Linked DNA regions of Rattus norvegicus: region 1 is linked to region 2. A link is a contact called in public Hi-C data. All regions are on one chromosome and are shown on one strand. The core of a region is the stretch at or near the end of the contact, and the rest is flanking DNA. Distances in the headings are between cores, read along the strand shown.

Evidence for each region. A called contact is a pair of places that touch in the nucleus more often than the background predicts.
Region 1: a contact with region 2 is called in a Hi-C map of the A7r5 cell line, with 4 times the contacts expected there. The contact joins two enhancer-like sites. A contact is called at or near these places in 4 of 12 Hi-C or Micro-C datasets (the A7r5 cell line, the Rat2 cell line, Schwann cells and 1 more).

The regions. Positions count from the first base shown.
Region 1 is chr13:79,957,897-79,960,596 of GRCr8, forward strand. No RefSeq gene overlaps it. Among named protein-coding and RNA genes, the nearest start is that of Tbx19, 47 kb to the right of the region's middle. Within about 2 kb of position 1,310, at least 11 of the 93 cell types and tissues checked have an H3K27ac peak or open chromatin away from gene starts, as enhancers often do. A contact at or near this core is called in the A7r5 cell line, where this site is marked.
Region 2 is chr13:79,874,196-79,876,895 of GRCr8, forward strand. No RefSeq gene overlaps it. Among named protein-coding and RNA genes, the nearest start is that of Xcl1, 90 kb to the left of the region's middle. Within about 2 kb of position 1,361, at least 4 of the 93 cell types and tissues checked have an H3K27ac peak or open chromatin away from gene starts, as enhancers often do. A contact at or near this core is called in the A7r5 cell line, where this site is marked.

The sequences.
Region 1 (2,700 bases), core at 60-2,559, 84 kb after region 2:
ATTATCACCGTCTGCTTTCTGTCTGCTGCGGGTCCTGGAGACCTGCTCTGAGCATACACCTCATTCTCCATGGGAGTGCAGGGCGCCTGGGGGTCGGCCAGGCCCACACAGGCAAGTGTCTTTGCCCTGAATCTGGACACTGGAACCCCCTGAGTCCTCGCAGCTTTTCCTGTGAACAGTTCTAATCTATATTTAGACAGTTGCTTTTCCCCCCCAGAACCATGACATTTCACTTCATCTTCTTTGTTTCAAACCTACTCTTCCCGCTTCTGGATGATTTTAAAATTTCCATCCAGCTATCGGTTACTGAATTCCCCCTGAGCTTTGTCTCAGATTATATGATTATAAGAACGTGCCACAGCCCCCACACTCCCGGCCATGTCATAGACAAGAAACTGAGCGTGGGAAAGCCAGGCTTAAGGACGGAGTGAGTACTCCGCCTCAGCTAGACCGTCCCTTAAGCTAAAAAGAAAACCTGGTTACATCTGACCCCAGTGGCATCCAGCTGCTACTACATGTTCCACGTTCTTCTCCAAGAACACGGCAGGGACACACATTCCCAAATCCCAAGCTGAGATGGTTCCAATATCCTCTACTCATGGCTTCCTTGAGCTCACAAATCTATTACCTTGTTTTAAAGGGTCGAAAATGGTGTCGGTTTCTTATATTCCTGTGGGCAGTGATCGTGCAATTTAAAAATACTCCTAATCTCTCCCAGAAGAGGGCGCTTGAACGTTATCTTTGCCAATGGCCCACTTATCTCCTGCTTGCTTTGTGGTACCTTCCCTCTAAAACTGTATCTACACGTTTCCCAGCAGAGCACACCACCAGGGTTGAGAGAAGCCAGATGCCCGGGCCTCCACTATGCAGACGCCACGGGTTCTGGAGCAAAAGGGATGTGTATTAGATCCTTTTTGGATTGATTGGAGAATAAATAAATAACTAAATAAATAAATAATAGGAGACTGAAATCAGAAGAGAGTCGGGGTGGGGGGTTGGGGTGGAGTGTTAGTTCTTTAATCTTGAGTCAGCTTCTCTATGCAGGGCGAATATTGAATCCAAACAAGGTTCCCAAAGCCCCTGTCCGTTACACCTATAATTTCCTCTCCTCCCTGGTGCCCATCTCTCTAGCACGTTTCCTTAGGTCTAGAGTCTAGTGTCCTTTCCTTTCCTTTCAAAGCACTACAGCAGGAGCACACACTCTATGTTCTGTGTGGGTCACAGTGCAGCTTCAGATCACTGTCCCCACAGCTGCCACCAACTCACCAGCCCCCTCCCCTGATCTGTCTTCGAGAAACTTGGCAAGGCCAGTGACTCAGCCAGTAGGCATTCCTGGGCCATGAGGGAGCATGCATTTAGCTCTTGTCATAGGTTCAATTGGGACTGTATTCTGAAAAGTTCCTGCAAAGCAACTGCCAAGCCAATAACAAATTTTATAACTCCTTTGTAGTCTGATTTTTAATAATATTTTATTTATTCATTATAAATTCCATTTAAGCATACAGTGCACTTTGGTCATACCCACCTCACACTACCTCCCTCCAATTCTTCCAGGAACCCCGAACCCTTCTGTCTGTCTTCATATTGTTGTGTTATCCTCGTTAGCGGCAGCAGTGGCAGCAGCAAGACCGGAGAGACTGCTCAGCAGTTAAGAACACGGGCTGCTCTTGCAGAAGCATCAAGTTCAGTTCCCAGCACCTGCGAGATGGCTCACCGTCTGCTGTAACTACAGTTCCAGGGATCCAATACTCACTTCTGACCTCCACAGGCATCAAGCACTCGTGTGGTACATAAACATGCATGCAGGCAAGCACACACACACACACACACACACACACACATATACACACACAGACACACACAGACACACACATAGATACACACACACATATACACACACACACAGACACACACACATATACACACACAGGCACACACAGACACACACATAGATACACACACATACACACACACATACACACACAGACACACACATGCACACACAGACACACACACATATACACACATACATACACACACAGACACACACATAGATACACACACATACACACAGAGGCACACACAGACACACACACACAGACATACACAGACATACACACACACACACACACACACACACACACACACACACACTAAATTTAACAATAATAACCCCTAAGTCTATGTTCTGAGCACATAGTCATGGATGTAGAGCCATCTACTATGGCATGCGTAGCCTACAAGATACCAAATCACTTCCCAAAAGGAAAGTGAGACCTCCCCACATCCCCCACCGACCCCTCTGTAACCCAGGCTGGCCTCACACTCGCTCCTGTCCTAGTCTCCTGGATGCTGAGGTCGTAGCCATGAGCTGCCAGACTCAGGTTATAAACTCACAAGCTTTACTCTTGTCAGCTCACCCAGTGGAACTTACCCTGAAGAAATAAAGAGAAGGGGCATACATACATATGTACATACATACATACATGTGTGTAAACATATATGTATATGTATGTACATGTATGTGGTAAGATATTCTTTGTAGCTTAAGTGTTAGCTTCACAGAGCCCCAAATTTTGCTGAAAACTTACATAAGTCCATTAAACAAAATTTTACTATGAGGCCCAGGCTGGCTTTGAACTCAAGTTCTTCCTGCCACAACCTCCCAAAGCTAAGGGTCAATGTGACCAGCTTCAGACT
Region 2 (2,700 bases), core at 111-2,610:
TTGCGTTGCATGTCCTCCTCAACATCTGGTCATGTACAGCAGGTGTTCTTGGCAGCTGATGATTGCTGATAATAGTAATGGCCACATCTTCTAGGTAGGGGGCAGAGTTTTACACACACACACACACACACACACACATACACACACACCACTGCCACCACCATCACCACAACCACCACCACCACCAATTCCTTCATCACTACCACTCATGAGCCATGCCTCCTTTCCAATTTACTATATATTTCCAGTGCTTCCAGGAGCAAAGGACAAGCTCACTCTGTCTGTCCACTAGAATTTGACTGAAGTTGCCCCCAAAGCTAGAAGATATGAACTTCAGTGGGGGAGAGTCAGCTCCCATGGTTTCCTCAACGCTGACCATGGGACTGGAAGTGCGGAACTCCCATGATTGACTCTGCCCTGCCTCATACAGTTCTCTCCTGTAAGCAACACCATTTTGATAATCCCTTGTGTGTGCACACACTCTCCTCTCTCATACACACACACACACCAGTCATTAACCATGATCAACTGAGGACCACTGATAAGTGATCTTCCTGAAGCCAAGTGACCTTACCAGCTCCATCATTTCTGTTTCAGTGGACACTTCCCTCCACTGTGGAATCGTTTGGTACTATTCCTGGGGCAGAGGGCATCTCTTAATTTGTCCTGGAAGGGAAACTAATATAAGGTATTTTCTACTTGAGATGTCCAACATCTCTCAAGTAAAACCCCATTCTTCTGGGCAAGAATAGCCTTCCAGGATCCTACCTTCCTTACACACCCTCCCCCCAGGTGACATCATCTCACTCAACATCAAACCCGAATTCCTCACCTTTCTTTTTTTTTCTTTTTTGGGGGGCTGGGGAATCGAACCCAGGACCTTGCGCTTCCTAGGCAAGCGCTCTACCACTGAACCAAATCCCCAACCTAATTCCTCACCTTTCTATATGGCCCATGATAAGTCTATTTTTTTTTTTTGTTCTGTGTGTGGTATGTACATCTATGTATGTATGTGTGTTTTTATGTATGTACAGGTTGTGTGTGTGTGTGTGTGTGTGTGTGTGTGTGTGTGTGTGTGTGTTTAGGCCAGAAGTTAATACTGAGTATCCTCCTTGCTTACTCTCTACTTTATACATTGAGACAAGGTTTCTCACTTGAACTCAGAGCTCAAGAACTCAACTGGTCTAGTCAGCCTTCGTCCTCTAGGGATCCCCTGTCTCTGCCTCTCAAGCATCACTGAGATAGGAAGGCATCCACACTCACCTAGTGTTTCCATGGACACTAAGGATCCAAATTCCTCCAGTTCCCATCTTTATTCAGCAAGCACTTTACCTCTGAGTCAGCTCCCAGCTCCCTGTGGCAGCAGAATTACCATACTGAGAGGCTGTGTGACTCTCCTCCATCACAGTCGAAAGCTCAGAAAGATACAGAAGGTGTCTTTAGCTGAAGACCTTAGAAACAGTCACTAGGTAAGATCATGGGAAAGGGACCATGCCCACCCACCCAGTGCAGTAGCCCAAGCCCAGCTACAGCCTCTGGGTGTGTTCAGGTCCTAGGATGCTTACATCTGGCCAACAGCTATGAGCAGCTAATTTTTGTCTGTTCCACTTGAGTACCTAAAGGCTGCCAAGCCCTTAGAGTGCTTGCATCCATCCCCTGCTCAGTCTGAAGGAAAACTGCAGGGAGCCATCTGTTCCAGGAGAAGGAGCGCCACCTGCTGTCTCTGAACCCTCTCTGCATGAAGCAGATAGATAGATAGATAGATAGATAGATAGATAGATAGATAGATAGATAGATAGAACGAATCAAGTCTTACTATTTGAAAGTTTTCATTTCTCACTTGTTTGCTTCTTCCTTTCTTTCTGTCGAGAAAAAGCCCAATGAATCTTCAAACTCACAATCCTGCCTCTATTTCCTGCTGGCTGGGGTAGCAGGCATGCCCTATGATGCCCAGATAAGGGCTTTATTTCCAGTCACTCCTAATAAACAGATGAGACGTAGCATAAATGGTTTTGCAGCTGACACGAGTCCCTGGTGTTTCTGGGTGGTCATTTCTTAAAACAAGAGAAAGCAGTTGCATCCAGTTGTGGTCTCTACTTGCCTGTGCTGTTATCCTGCCACTGAGAATTGAGCTTGAGAAGAGAGATGCAGCTGCATAGGTATGGACAGGAAACACAAACACACAGTGCCTCGATTTCTACCAGAGTTGGCCTCATGCACAGCCCACAGAGCCTCATGGGACCATGGTGCCTCGCATTCATTTTCTGTAAGGTGGGAATCATAAAAAGGGTTTACCTAAAGGAAAATCTTCATGCCATTGAGGTTTAAATGAACTAATTACATGCTTCAATTTCACGCGTCATAAGGAGGCTATCTGTCGTCACAACAGCCATTCATTCTACAAGCCTCACCTCTATGGCACATCTGTGCTCCTCACTTGCTACTCAGTGTTGTACCAAAGCCCAGATCTACTGCGAGTGGTGATTTAATTAGTTAGGAAAATGACTTCACAAAGCAAGCTGTTGAAGGCAACAGAACAGAACAGAAAGAAAAAAACCCTCAAGGAAATCGACAGGTGCTGGGCTAAAACACAGGAGTAATGAATGACTTGGAGAAGGAGCCAGGAAATGAGTGCCAGTGGGGGAAGCTTTTCCTTTCAAAGCCTGAAAGGCAAGGGAAAGTCTACAAATCTCATTACAC